Regions from separate parts of the Zea mays genome. Here region 2 is linked to region 1. The links are chromatin contacts, called in public Hi-C maps. All regions are on one chromosome and are shown on one strand. Each heading gives the region's core, a stretch centred on a gene start, on an enhancer-like site or on the middle of the called end of the contact. The rest is flanking DNA. Distances are from core to core; before and after follow the strand shown.

Region 1 (7,852 bases), core at 3,512-6,011:
TTCGGTGCTGGCTGTTCATGCCAAAGTGCCAAAAAAAGAGGAAATGATAGTTGTGTCTTTAAATTCTGTAGCTGGTGGTGTAATGGGATATATGAAGAGTGGAAGCCAGAAATCCTTGGCTGCAGGAGGCATATCAGCCCTGGTCCTGTACGTCGTCCACACTCAACTCCCAGTGAGACCTGTCCTCGCATCATCGATCGGTTTAGGTATACAGAATCCTTTTTTTTTCCTCTGATCCTTCGGATATTTTCTTTGCTTGGAAGTTTGGTCAACCTGGATTCTTCACCTGACATCATTTTGATTCCGCGTTCTAGGTATATCGGCCGCGCTACTGTCAGTGATGGGGTCGCGCTTCAAGAAGTCCGGGAAGGTATTCCCTGCCGGCGTCGTGTCCCTTGTATCCCTGGTTATGGTCGGAGGCTACTTCCACGGGATCTTGCGTAGCTCGCACGCGTGATGCAGCCTGTGGTCTTTTCTGTTCCGTAATGCAATTTGGCTCCCCCTTTGAACTGTTTCTCTGTTTCACTTCTCGGTGGATGTTTTGTATCCGTTCTCAACTTTAGTTCATCTTTTGTGACAGTGGGCAATAATAACCAATAAGCATGTGAGAGCTGATAGAGGTGAAGTTTAAGCTTTGTGAGAATTTTTAGATTTATACTGCAGCAGCAACAAGTGTGAATTGCACTACGAGTGCCTGAATATGGCTTGTGCGGACAGCCAAACAGACTTATCTGGATATAATGGCGAGCTGGACAATTCAGTGGTTACCGACGACACCGACTCGTGGGCGCCGCCAACAGTCCAGGGGTTCCGCATGCATCTGCGTGGGACGACATCGAAATTTTATTTTATTTTTGGTCCAACAGAAACGGCAAGAGAAGCAAGGAACGAAGGTGATCTGAGCGTATTTCTATCATTTTCAACCTCCCTACACATGCATCTGCGTGGGACCATTTGAGCTGAGAACAAGGTAGCGAAGAGAAGAACAAACGTTAAGTGCCAAAATGGGAAATGGTAGTGGAAACAAGCAAGCAAAGCCCCATCATCTTTCACACTAAACACATGTCCACACGTGGTACTGCATTCCGTTACTACTAGACGATCCATGTAACGAAGTCAGACAGACGAGACCACCGGCGTCACGGCGTGATGTACAACAGACACAGTTCGGTGTGCGGAGTAAAGGAATCCACTTCAGCATAAACCTAGCACGCGACAGCACAAACGACGGTAACAGAGGTTCCGGTCCACATTATTAGTGCGGTTCCACGCTGCCGCCGCCACATAACATAAGGCAACAACAGCGCGTCCCTGCCCCTTCCCACAACGTCAGCCTTCACCGATGGGACTCCGCGGGGACCTTTCAAGTTACTGGGCCTTGCCCTCCGCTGTCACCTCAATCCTCGGTGACTCCATGCCATCGGACGACTTGGCGGTGCTGTATGGAGCTTTGCTCACGACCCTGTTTCATGCCAACAGCAGTCGAATTCAGCAAACCCATGACAAAAGGCAATTCTAAACTCAGTTTTAAGATAAGGCAAAATAGCCATCTAAACCTGACATCTGAAGAACAAAATGGTGTTCAGCTAGTTTGCAACCTACAGATGACACATGGGCCTTTAGGTGACCACCCTTAATTTCGGTTTTTGCAGATATTTAAAAAGTCAGGAAAGTTGCATGATCCAACGCTGTTAGCTGCTATGTGTTCTATTATGTAAGCAGGCTCTCTACTCATTCCTGCTGTAAACAAATTTTTAGGATTTTTGAGGAATGTTTTAAATGAATTAGTCACATTTCGTTTACTTTATGCAGTCATCGAGCACAAAGTGCAATCATTTAAATACAATTATAACAGCAAATTATTTCAATTTTTTACCCTACCTAGAGGATAAAAATAGAACACGGAACAAAGCATGCTGTTGAATACTGTTGTACCACATATACCAGTTTATAACTAAAGTTTTCAACATGTAGAAGGAGCCTAAGAAGAGATTCAGAACATCATAGCGCTGTTGCTATCATCTACCATGCTAACCTGTCACGGCGTTTCTCAAGGAAACGCTGAAGAGAGTGCCTCCTGGCAATGGGGAGATCTGGCCAGCGGATTAAGGTAGTTTAAAGATATGTTAGAAAAATGTCAACACTGAAAAAGGTATTCCATTTCTGGTTTTTTACCCAAAAGATGCTGTGGTCTTACCAGCCTGAAGTTTGCATATCGAGCTAGGTTCAGCAACAACCTGAGGTTGCCCAGTTGCTACAGAAGTGCTCTGCAGTGATGGAGACCGTGTAAGCACAGGAGAAACGACAGCTGCTGGGGCAACAGTGGCTGCAGGCACCATTGGAGGCTTAACAGTAGGGGCAGCACTGCTTTTGGTAGCTGCCGCTGCCGCTGCAGCTGCAGCTATAAGCATGATTGCTTGAGCCTGTCAATTCCAGATTAGTGAGTTAGCATGCATATGTGTCTTTAAGAGACAGTACAGAAGGACAAGATATCTGTAAATGAAGAAGACAATATCACCTTTTCCGGTGGCACTGAGTCATACACACATACTGATCCGCCATAGAAAATTGTAAGCTGTGAAGGATTAGCGGACACGTTCGACATCGGCAACATTCCAGACCTTGTAGTAAAGAATGCAGAAAAATTAAGAACATGCAAAGGCAGATAAAATGGCATCTCTGAAGTAGGCAGATCCATGTCATCCTTACTAGTAGTTCAGATTAAATCATGAAATAATGCCATGTGATAGGTTCAGCACTAGCATGAGATAAAATGCATGTGCGGGGTACAGGAAAACAGTCATCCTACTTCCTAATGGACGGAAAATGGAGATAGATTTCTAATAGAAGGATACATCTACTTGGCGTCTTGGCCATTCACAAATGGATTGCCTTCTGGACAGTGGCTTTCAAACCATTTATAGGGACTTAGCAGTACAGATATCGCAAAGCATTTTGTCAGTCACAAAGTTCTTAAAGGTCTTGTGTTCAATGCAGCCTCTCTAAAAAACAAGGGTAAGGCTGCCTCGGTTATGAGTGGGAGCCGCTATCAACTGGGTCTGTCCAATCTGATTAGTGCAGATGTCCATATTGTTCAAAGCCTGGCTGATAACAACTAACCAGGAAATAAAATGGAACTGAAAATAGCAGAACCATACACTAAATGTTCTAGAACTGTCGAAGCAAAACAAATAAATGCTTCTGAAGAAGCATACTGAACAACTAATTATAGCACAACAGACAAATCTGCAAAACATGGTCCGGTTCAAGGAAAAAGTAGCTTAACATCAGAGGAAATTTTAAGGACCAGTTCAATGTCCCCAATGGGTTTGCAGGGTTTGGCAGACTCTGCGTCCTTGGTCCCCTATCACACAGTCTAGCACTATAGCATAAGGTCCTTGGCAGCAGAATGGAATTATTGCCTGTTAAACTCAACTTTCATCAGATCTACGCGTGTTTCACATTTCTCCAACTAAAGGTTTGCGTTGCAAACAGTAGCAGTTATCCGTCGTTAATCTGATTCTGAAATTCCGTTTACAACCTTTCGTAAATAAAGCTTTAAACAATTGTATACAACAAAAGATGGGAAAGGGTTGCTTGGATCTGCACGCCATCTGCTGAAGTTCTTTACAAAAGCCCAACAACCATGAAAAAAGGGCAACCATTTTGGCCGAAACAAATGAACAAATCGTCTCTCCCATTTAATTTAGATTTGATTAAGGACCCAAAGTAGACAAACTGAACTGAGTGCCCTAGTATAAAACAAAAGGAAGCAAACATTTGGCGCTAAGCCAGTCACCGAGTTCAGTTTCGCGTTCACCATAATGATATATCAGTATGACAATATCCATATAATAGGGTAGATAGAAACGCAAGACAGCTAATGACAGCAAGATGAGTGAGGACCGGAAACGAAGGTTTCAGGCAACTGATGAACCCCTTCCCAGCAGAAGGAATATGGATAAGAACATTTGACGCTAACATAAGACTACACCGAAATCAGGTTACAGCTTCGCGACAGCAGGAGAGAGTGGAAAGCAGGAGCGATAGACAGAACCGAAGGGGATTTCGCCTGCGAGCGAGGAGCCGAGGAGAGGGCGAACACGCCTTCCCGGATCCGCCACGCCGGCTCCGTATCCTCGCCCGGAGGAGCGGCCGCAAGCCCGCAATCAGATTTGACCCAGCGAAAGGTACGGCCACAGCCCAAGGCCCATCCCACGTGGCACTTCCACAGTTAACGCGAAAAGCTGGGGTGGCAAGTGCTAAAGCGCGTCAACCGCCGAGAACAGGAAAGAGGGGAAAGCGCGGGGGAGACGAACGAGAGAAGGAACTCAAATTTCCCCCACCAGGCCACCAATCGAGGGACTAGACAGCCGCGAACCACTCCAGGGAAGCAGAGCCCTCGCTGGACTCGGCGGTGCGGTGCGGGGAGTCTCGGAGAGGTGAGGCTAGGTACCTGCCACTGCCGTTGGCGAGTGAGAGGCTGAGGCCCTGGCCTTGCTGCGGCGGCTCCTGGGTCTTCCTCTCCCCCGCCTCCGCCTCCGCCTCCGCCTCCTCCTCCTTACGCTCCTGTTCCTTGCGCGTCTCCTCCGTCTCCGTCTTAATATTCCGCTCCAACAGATCCATCTCACCAACTTGCAACTCCTCTCTCTCTCTCTCTCTCTCTTCGACGCCTGAGATGAAAGGGGGGCAAGCAGAGGGGGCAGAAACGAGAAAGAGAAAGAGGCCGGCCAGCCGCCAGCAACTATGTGATGAAACTGTGTAGTACCGCAAACGGCGCATGTAAGGCTATCCGCACTTATACTACCACTAGATGAGTGCCCGTGCGTTGCAACGGGAATATATAATATCATGGTAATTTATGTACATCTAGACAGTGTTAGGTAATACATGAAAACAAACAATATATATACTATCTTTGATCTTAATATCTTATAGGTATGTGCTCGTGCATTGCAACGGAACATAAATTTACATAAATTGACGAGCATCTAATGGCTCAGAGCCCTAGTGACAGGCGACGCGAGCGCAATGGTAATGGGAACCCTCATGGGGAACAGTGCCTTGTTGCAGAGGAGCGCGAGTCCGAGCGAGCCACCACTTGACCCTTTGAGCTCCATCGTCCTGTTGTGAGGATGCATTTGCCACGAGCTCCCTATATAAAACAGGTTGTTCAAATCATAATAACTAAAATAATGGTATGCCAAAACTTTTACTGCTACGCTTAAAGACTCAGACAATACTGACAAAGCTAACATATATCCTTATCTAATTGACTCATTCTTGATGGCACAAAAAATATAGATCAAGCAAGCATATTAAGGTTATAGTATTGGCACAATTACGCTTTCAAGATAATAACAAACCACATGTGTAGCTCAAGGTGTCTTGGCGGTAGGCACGTACAGAAGCGTGGCCTCAGACCCTTAGTCCATTAGAAACATGGAATGGTAACGGTGCCATGGGAATGGTAATGTTAGCCCAATACGAGGTATCCTAAAGCTTCTCATTTTCAAATCTGACGCTATCCACCTTAATCCGTTGAAATTTAGTCACAGTCTTGAGCTGTAGTAGATAAACAAAACAGAAATTTATCACAATATTGATGTCGTTGGTCAAACAGACAAATAATGCCTACTTCAACTTGCTCAGAACAGGAAAGGCTGATGGACCTAATAAGATTGTCATTAGGGGCACCAAGCGTAAGATCGACAACGACATCACTGGTAAGATTACTCGCATAATCTCTATTATACAAAGTACTGACATGCAAGCCACAATGATACCAGAGGATCCAAAAGTCTCACGTATAGCAAATACAATATATTTGTAAACCTCATCTTGATGAATTCACGCTAGTGGACATCGTACCGACGATCAGTAACTGATCATTGTGGAGGCATTTCTAAAACATAATGCAAAAGCATGTTGCTAAGGAAGATAGTAACAATTTCCAGAGAACAGGTCAGCTACAGTACTCATTGGCCATTGCTAAATACAAAAAAAGAAGCTGATGTGCTAATTAATTTTTAGTAGTATTCAGATCGCCTGGACATTTCAAAACCAAATGGAAGTGCTTCTCCCTCAGACTACAAGGTAAAAAGTAACCTTACAATTGAAGAACCATGACAAAATGTATCCTTTAATTGAATAACTATAATACAAAGCAATACAACGAAAAGCTCTCCTGATATTTTATTGAGTCAGTTATTTTAATCTCAATATATTAATAGATACACTGGTTACTGACAACTACAAATAATATCTTAGAAGACGAATGAGACTTACACAAGCTATTGGACATCATCAACCATCTCCTATATTTTGACCATACAACTGGACAGAGGGAATGAACTCCATTCTGTAATGAAATATCAAGTTTAGTGATGTAAAAGGATAAACTATCAGGAAAACAATACTATGGTTTGTAATTTGTTTCGTAGCTTGAATAAAAAATCATGGCAGATCTAGGCATAAACAGTATTAGGGGTGCTTGGTTTAAGGATCAACTCATCCTAGATGAGGAGGTATATCGTGAGTTCATTTCATGAGCCCGGTGGAATCATCCCATTTGTCTCTGCAAATATTGGGTCAGTGGAAAAGGACCATATTCATGGGGATCTGACTTTACCATCCGTCAGTGTTTTACTTTCTATAAGCTACAATGGTGCTAATCAAGGAAGTAAATATGAAACCAACCTTCAACCAGGGACTGCTACGGAGGATATGATGGCTTTCGAAGAGCAGAATGCAGACAAGTCTCACTTAGAAGCCTACCAGTTCAAGCGCATCACATACACGGCGACCCATGTACAGCAAGGGACCAGGAAGCGCAAGGGAGATGGATGGGAAAGAAATTCGGAGCCAGGAACGAACCAGTGGGCACAGGTGGACATGGCGGCCATAGCTGCGGCGGGATCGGAAGTCGGCGGCTGCCGCTGCCATGGCAGTTCCAAACTGCCTCGTCTCGCCGCTTGGCCTGTGGCTCCTGATGAACTATTATATATATATGTACATGAAGTTCCCAAGAGAAAAAAAAGAATAAAAATGAACAGAGCTAGAACGGATCTGATTTTTTGTTGCTTCCTACACCAGCACAACTTTCCTTACTTTTCCCCCAGGTCGATGTTCCTAGGAATGCGAATGTCGGTGTCCAAGTGTTGGATCCCTGAATTGATGAATGGATGAAATAGTTCATATATATTAGAGACAGGGTACTAAAATTGGACACACTTTTACAGCGACGAAACAAAAAAGCATACAAATGGAGAACATAAATAAAACAAAATCATTTCTCATGATATCTTCGATTCTGTATACGCATGCCATTTTTAACCATATGATCTATGAATAACAGAAAGCAAGAAACAACACAGTTACCAAACAGACCTGCGGATACTCGAGGGGCACTCCCCTCTCCCGCAATCGAGACGGTCGTCGCCGGATGCTTGTTCCTTCCTTGTAAAATGGCGAAGAAACAATGCAGTTAGGATTCATAGTCTTCCACACTCCGGTAAGGGAGTGATATACCACTGGAAAAAAAAACTACTAACCAAGACTGTAAACTATTTTTTCCTTTCATCACAAATTAAATTGTAACACCATTATAATGACCATTTTTCTTATATAATTCCCAAACGTATTTTTATGTCCGTGCGTCCGTTTAATAGCCTTGCTGTAAGGAAGAGCAGACTATATGCCTGTACATATGCCAGAACTGAGCAAACTGAATAACACTCCTTTCTCTCAAACTGAATATATGCCTGTAACAGCACGAGTGGAATTTATCTCAAAACTGTTACCAGAACTGAGCAAGGAAGAGCAGACTTCCTCTCCTACAAGTATGTCAATA
Region 2 (7,852 bases), core at 1,898-4,397, 95 kb after region 1:
TCTATACAAAGTTCGTAAGTTCAGTTTATTGTCTAATGTTCATAACAAAAGTAAAATTACATCACATACTCTAATTCAAAGCTACAAAAAACATCTAACTAGCATTATCTCTAGCTTTGTGTTCTTTATCAAGTATATGAAAGTGTGAAATGAAAGCGTGGTTTTAATAAATATATGGGCCTTTTCATGCCTCTATATGGGCCATTTCGTGCCGGTCTTAAACGGGTCGTGCTCTTGCCCGCCCATGGGCCATGACCTGGGCCCAAACCCGGCCCGATATAACGGGCCGTGCTGGCCCGACACTAAAATATTTCGGGTCGTGCCGTGCCTGGACCGTGCTTTTTTCCGTGCTTCGGGCCGGCCCATCAGGCCCGGCCCAAATGTACACCTATAGTCATGAGTGGGAGGCAGATCGGTGTCCCTGCTGTGGCTCGACGCAAGGCACAGTTTAATGTGGTCGGTTATTTATGACAGATCGGTATTGAACCAGGCTTGGGATCCACTAGAGTGGTTTCTCTTTGCTACGCTCGGACCCCTATTCGGTTCCACCACGCCCACCCCCGGGCTCTGTGTCGCGGGGTTCATCTGGTGGCGATTCTTTCAGGGTACATGTTGCCTTTCTCCCCTGGTTGACCAGTGGGCCTCAGTTGCTAGAGGTCTTTCAAGAGTAGCCCACGAGCCCCGGGGGAGTACCTCTCCTCGGGGGCTTTTTCTCGATTTGGGAGACGTCTATCTCTCTGCCTTTTAAGCCATTGTGGTGGTCATCCCTTCGCGAGGCATGCCATCTTTGGGCGCAATCAATTTCTACTTAAGGCGTGTGATACAAACTTCTTAGGGTCGTCCACAAATTTGGAGTCTCCCAAGCAACCCCAATCCATCAAGAAACTCGAAAGTTCTAAGAACAACAAGTTCGCACAAGAGGTGTTTGCAACAAGCTCGAGAAATGAGAACGAGAGGGGAGAGTAGAACCAAATCTGAAGGTCACAAGCACAAACATCACACCAAGGGCTCCTTCAATCAATCGATTTGAGAGCTAGATCGGGTGCGAGAGAGGTAAAGGAGGAGTGCTATGTCTCAAGTTAGGTAAGCAATAATTGTGGGAGGTGACCAGCATAAATGAGGAGAAAGGTATGTGGGGTATTTATAGAGTCTTCTCAAAAAGAGTTATTGGGCTGAACTTTTCTGCGTGGGACCGGTTGAACCGCCACCAACCCCCAGTTGATCCGGTTTCGGACCATAGAAAAACCTAGTTCAAAATGAAGCAGTTTGACTAGGGTCAAAGTGCCAGGACCGGTTGAACCGCCCCTAGGGCTGGTTCAACCGTCTTGCGGTCAAACTAGCAATCAGTCTGGCAGTCAGACTGGTAGTCAGAAAGACAGACTAGTCAACTGACCCCGACATCGGTTGAACGACCCCTAGGTCCAGTTCAACTAGTTTTGACCAGAGAGGTTCGAAGAGAAAACCCAAGTTGAACTAGCCCTGTGGCAGGTTCAATTGGTTTTGACCAGAGAGCTTTAGAGTCGAAGTCAAGTTGAGCTGTTCTGGAGAAAGACTCAACTCAGCTCAAGTTAAGTTGAAATGTCGTGAAGACAAGTTCAACTCAGCTTAAGTCAACTGCTTTTGAGCAGGAAGGATCTTCGTCTCACAAACCTCACTTCAGTCGAACCCACAGAGTGTTCAAAGAATTTGGTTTTCAAAATAGCTTTTGAATTTAGAGACTTGAGCAATAACAAACACCATTACCTGTGCGAAAACTATTAAGGAAGAAATAAACCCTGCGAATCAAGAAATATAGAAAGTTTTGTATGATTGTCGCATGAAATATTTTCAAGGCACCACATGATGTATTTCCTTTGTCCTCGATACTTCCTTTTCCCTTTCTCAAATAAAGTTGTTACACCCTTTATATTTACAGAAGCTGAATATACATTAGGAGCAATATTTGTTAGAAACCTTATTTGTTTTGTCGTTTAATCACCAAAACCCTCAATTAGGGTTGATTGCATTTACAGAGTCGGAAAAACACACTTTTCCCTTAAAATAACCTTTTTTGAAATTTTTAGCAGCGTTATTGGAGTTGCTCTTAGGACCATTGCGACACCGAAGTTTATTTCCCTTGGCCCCTGATTAGAGGTAGTTGTAGAGGAAAGAGACTGACAACAACATAGACGAAATTGTAAACATCGCAAGAGTTCTGAGGTGTCACGCCTCATGCCTCCACCACCGCCATCTTCTTCGATGGCAGCTAGGCTATGCGACTCTCCTACGCGAAAGTGATAGGGTCAGAGGCGACGACCACAAGAAACTTTCCTTGTTATACGCACGTGCGGGATATCGTGCCCGGACACACTGCACTCTACAAAAACATCAGATCTATTGTGTGCCCGTCGTGGTGGGGCGCATGGGGACGCGTGGCCACACTAGATGGTTTGGAAGCGAGAGGGCCGAGTGGGCGGTTTGGTCGTGTTGGGTCTGGGCGTTTGACGAGGTTCACAAAAAGTTTTCTTTTGAAGATCGCAGGATGAACACTAGAGGCCCTATAATGAAGTTTTATTCATTTCTTTGTTTTTCAATCTTTAGAATCCGAAATTATAAAATAATAAGAGCATACTGTTTGTCGGCGGCGAGACAACATCACTATGGACGAATGAAAACGCTTGTGGACGTGGAGGTAGCTAGCAGAACAAATTATCATTGAGAATTTAGATTAGACCAAGGCGCTTGACGCCAGTCAGCCGTCCCATTGTCCGTAGCTTATCACGGCGGTGCACCACTTTGCTTTAAAGCCGCGCAGAAGCGAAATTTGGCCAAAGAGGCCACTTTGCTTTGCCGAATCCGTATAAATGATCCGCGCGACATGCACAGGCAACACAGAATCGAACATCGAAACCACAGAACCGGAACCGAAAAACCGGAACAAAAAAACCGGAACCGATTAAACCTGACTAATTTTCGGTTATCAATCTGCAGAAGCCGAACTAATTTTAGTTTTCGGTTTTTTATTCGGTTTAAACCGGAAAACGGAAACATGTGGGCCATCATTTGAAGTAGGACTTTTTAGCCCATCACGCTCTCTCAGTCCATCATGAGCTGCTCGTGGCCTCAGGCCCTCAGCTAGTCAGCCTCACGGCCCTCCAGCCTCGGCTTCACCTTGTGCAGCACTTGCAGCGATTTGCAGAGATCCGGTTGCTGTCGTCTCGTGCAGCTAATTGCCACTGCAGTAAAGAGTAGACACGCCAAGTAATATGCTTCTTGCTCTGTTGCGGCTGCACGCTATTACGAGTGATGACGCACTCCACATTGCCGTCGAGCAAGTACTGCTGCCGCCTGTATACCCTTACCTAGCAAGTTCCTCTGTTTAGACAATGTGGGAATCGGTTTTTTTCGGTAAACCGAAAACCGAACTATATGGTTAACCAAAGGATCGGTTTTCACTTTTCTAAATAAAATTTAGGTTACCGTTTTCCAGAAACCGAACCGAAAAACGTCGGTTATCTGATTACTCAGTCCTAGGCACGGGGCAATCCCCTCATAATACTATAGGAGCTATTAATTTTTTAACTAATTCTCATATATATAATGTAAAAATTCGGAGAAAGGAGAGGATTGAGAAAAATGCGAAGAAAAAAAAAAGAAGGGGCGGAGCCCTACTTCTCCTGCGTGGCGTTCCTGTTCATCGTCGGCCCGTAGCGGCTCGCGCGCGGATCTTGGGCCGCCCCCTTCGCATCCGTCTCCCGCGGTGTCGTCTTCGCGCGGCCCAGAGCGGCAGGAAGTCGAGGCGGCGCGGGATGGACGATTTCCTTCAGGTACGCGTCTAGGGTTTCCGTCTGATTACGTGGGTTCGCATTCTTTCCCTCATCTCGCGTCGCGTCTCTCTCGTCTCTGGTCGCTCCCGTGTTCGTCGTGTGCTAGTTTCTGCGGTGGTTGGTTTTCCTCTCCGTTTCGTCCGTCGACGATTGCCGAGGAGTGGCCTCTCCTGGGTCTCTTGGTGGCTCCGCTCCAGATGGATCCGAAGAATCGCAACCCTAACTGGGACCGTTGGGGACCGAAGGAAGCTCCGCAGGGTTCCCAATCTTGGGGAAAAAACCGAAGCCTCAGCTGGCGTTTGAAGCCGGGGTCTGGAAAGCCTGAGGGCAAGGATGACATCCCTATCTCTTCTTCCAGCGATGGCGGCCAGCCAGGTATTCTTAAAACCCCTCCCCCTACCATTCTGAAAGTAGAGAATGAAATGGTGCGTAGGGTTTTCTGCCAAAAAAGCGGTATGGATGGCCATCATGCTAGGGAGTGCTTCAAATCTTTGTGGTGTGAGATCTGTCGCAAGGAAACGCACAACACCGCTCGGTGCGTTCTCCCCAAACAGAACAAACCCAGCATGCCTATTGTTGGGATGGCGGGGGATGGACTAGGGTTTTACTCTTCTCATTTCTCCAAGCCGTTATCAAACAAACCGAACCATAGTTTTATTGGTCTGGTTAAATTGTTAAGGGTTTGATCTCGGCTGAGGATCTTGAGAAGGATTTCAGTTTTCATTTCCCCTGGGGCCGTACTTGGAAAGCTACCAAGTGTCACTCTAGTTTTCTAATGCAATTTCCTTCTCAAGAGAGGTTGGATGAGATGATTAATTTCCCGGAACTGAAAATGAAATTGTCGGGTGCAAAAATCTTTGTATCTTCTTAGAGCTCTCAGGCTAAGCCTGTGGGGGATAGATATCCCCTGGGTCCACTAAAGAAGTAAAAGGCCTCACGAAAGGCCCAAGGGCCCAATAATTCGTAAGGTCATTCTTTCGTGGGCCTAGGGAAAGACAACCAACAAAGAAAAGAAGACGTGAGACTGATTAGTGCAAACCCAGACGGCCCACAACGTCGAACGAATGAATCGCAACAGAGACCCGACTTTCCCGCGCTGAAGCCCACATGCAACAGAGCCATGCGAGGATAAGTCGGCAAGGGTTACGTAGGGATAAACTCAAGAGGTTCACTATCTTTTAGCTACTTGTTGTTATCATACTCACGTGTACTGCCCCACGGTCGAGTATATAAGACCTAGGGGGCACCCCTTCAGAACGATCGCCCCTGTTCTACTTAGCCACCCACATAAACTCTCTGCGTCCTCTATCCGGAGAACCCTCTTGTAACCACGCTCATATACTCACCAGGACGTAGGGTGTTACGCACTTCTAAGCGACCCGAACCTGCAAATCTTGTCCACTGTCCCTCGTGCGACCAGCACGAACCATTTTGCTACAGTCGTTGACACCGTCCTACTCCTAAAAACACCTTGAGGGGCAACCCCGGGTGTGCGGTCGGACCCAAAACACCGACAGCTGGCGCGCCAGGTAGGGGTGTGTCGACGATCCAAGCTAGCTCAATGGCCGTCACCTTCCACAGCAAGATCGTCGTGCGTCCCGGATCTGTATTCTGCTTCGGGACAATCTCGTCCGTAGCAGATGAAGAAGGAATTCTACACCGCCTCGCAGATCTGCCGGAACAGAAGTCTCCTCCAACAAACTCCGAAAATGCTGGAAAGACACTACCTCCGGCTCTTCGGAAAAAGATCGTCTCCGGGGAGGCTGGAGCTAGAAGTTCGCCGACCCGGAAGACTCCGCTGTCTACTTCCCCGACGAAAGAATGGACACGGGTCGTGAGAAAGAAGGAGACCAGGGAGAGGCAAGTCGTTCTTCCCGTTCCTCCGACCTCAAAGGAGAACGGAAAGAAAGTCGCCGCGGCAGCAATACCGTTCTACCCCGACGTCCTCTTCATCGGGAGAGCAGAGTCGCCCGCCATCTCCGACGATGAACCGACCGCGCCTGGAGAAGAACCGCCTCAGCGAGAATCCCGCCGACGAAGGAACCGACGCAGGAACGTTCGACGACATCACGCAGCTGGAGAAAGGGATCCGGAGCAGCCTGTCTCGCGAGACGAGGTCTCAGAGATAGGAGAAACTCCGGAAGAACGCGTCTTCAGGGAACGAAGGAACTCTCGACGACGTGATCGCCGTCGGACTCAGGAGCAAGCCGAGCAAGATGCAAGGCAACGACGCGAGAATCCGCTCTTCGGGCGCAATTTGAACCCCGACTTCGCCCGAGCTATGAACACGCCGAGCGAAGTCGGAGGCGTTCTAGCTCGGATAGCTGACGGACTTCCTCGGACTCCCGACGCCGAGGGATACCGACGCCTGTTCACTCAGGCAGCCAACCATCTTCTACCGCTCGCTCACCCGCCGAACGATTTGCGACACGCCATCAACAGTCGCCGAGACGCGCGAAGCTCTATCAATGCTTCGCGCGAACGGCGGCACGAGAACGAAATTCGCCGTCGGGAGGAGTATGACCGAGATCATGGCTTCCCGACTCAAAGCCAGGCCACCCAGACTGAGTCGGCAACAGCTTCAACTAGTGGTACCACCTGGGGACGGTCGAGGAACCACCACCGCCACTCCCCTCCCCGGGACAGACGTCATCCCCGACGACAGGAGGACACGTGCGGAGTATCCGCCCTTACTCCGCGCCTTAGGGCCATCCAATGGCCTCCCAACTTCAAGGTATCCAATGTCGACAAATATGAACCTAAGCAGGATCCAGGGGGTTGGTTAGCCGTTTACACCACCGCTGCTCGGGCTGCCGGAGCATCGGAAGACGTTATGACCGCGTACCTGCCCATCGTCCTTGGGCAAGATGCGCTGCAGTGGCTACGACATCTACCCCGACACTGCATCGACGACTGGGGAGACTTCAGTCGGCGCTTCACTGCCAACTTCCAGTCTCTCTCCGACAAGCCAGCGCAACCATGGGACCTCAAATCCATCAAGCGCCGGGGAGACGAGACTCTCCGGTCATACCTTAAGAGGTTCCAGACCATGAGAAACCGCATCCCCGAGGTCACGGAGGCGGCCGTGATCGAGGACTTCTACAGAGGATCTGACGACTCGGCTTTCGTCCGAGCCATACTGCAAAAGGCGCCGACTACCTCCGAGGAGCTGTTCCGGGAAGCCGACCTCTACATCACCGCCGACGAGCGGGCCCGGGACCTCATCGGAGGAGCAAAACCCGCACCGACAGCACCACGACATGACGCGAACCAGCCACCCGACAAACGCTGGGAGAAGAGGCCTCGCGAAGAAGTACACGCCGCCGGACCGCCTGCCTCTCGCGCCCGAGGAGGACCTCGCGGAGGCGAGCGCACGCTGGACGACATCCTCGACGCCCAGTGCCCGTACCACAAGGACATGCGCCATACTCTACGTAACTGCCGGGACTTCAAGCACTCCGTCGGACATGGTCGACCCTTCCAACCCCTACCGCCTCCTCCGCCGAGGGGAGGACCAGGTGAACCACGACAGCCCCATCAGCCGGAGGAGGGGGGAGGAGGAGCTTTCCCGCGCGTTGACAGGGAGGTCAACGTCATCTTCGGCGGACATGGGTCGCAGGAGAACAAAAGACAACAAAAGCTCAACGACCGCCAGATACTGGTGGCGACCACCGGCCCTCCCGCCCCGTACCGGTGGTCGGAGCACCCAATCACTTTCACTCGGGAGGATCAATGGCTCAACTTTGACCATCCAGGCAAATACCCGCTCCTCGTCGATCCGGTGATCCGAGAGAGCCGGGTAAAGAAGGTGCTAGTGGACGGGGGGAGCAGCATCAACGTCACCTTCCCCCGTACGCTCCAAGGCTTGGGAGTTCACCTCAAAGAGCTCCACGAGTCAGACACTCCCTTCTTCGGCATCGTGCCGACGGAAGGGGAATACCCGCTGGGCCACATCTACCTGCCGGTCACCTTCGGGACTCCGGATAACTACAGAACCGAGTTCCTGAGGTTCGAGGTGGCGAACTTCGACTGCGGTTACAACGCCA

The links. Hi-C and Micro-C count contacts between places; a contact is called where the count stands out from the background.
Region 2: a contact with region 1 is called in a Hi-C map of ear, with 3 times the contacts expected there. The contact joins the enhancer-like site here to the promoter of LOC100384736 in region 1. A contact is called at or near these places in 3 of 25 Hi-C or Micro-C datasets (ear, endosperm and tassel).

The regions. Positions count from the first base shown.
Region 1 is chr2:4,927,929-4,935,780 of Zm-B73-REFERENCE-NAM-5.0, forward strand. It overlaps LOC100384736, which reads right to left and starts at 4,762. Exons shown (of 5, transcript NM_001177203.1): 1 at 4,457-4,762; 2 at 2,519-2,621; 3 at 2,198-2,423; 4 at 2,036-2,093; 5 at 1,075-1,462. The coding sequence starts at 4,626. The coding sequence ends at 1,369. It overlaps LOC100217059, which reads left to right. Exons shown (of 3, transcript NM_001143430.1): 2 at 72-206; 3 at 315-633. The coding sequence ends at 457.
Region 2 is chr2:5,024,229-5,032,080 of Zm-B73-REFERENCE-NAM-5.0, forward strand. No RefSeq gene overlaps it. Among protein-coding and RNA genes, the nearest start is that of LOC118476275, 34 kb to the right of the region's middle. Within about 2 kb of position 3,148, at least 10 of the 20 cell types and tissues checked have an H3K27ac peak or open chromatin away from gene starts, as enhancers often do. A contact at or near this core is called in ear and endosperm, where this site is marked.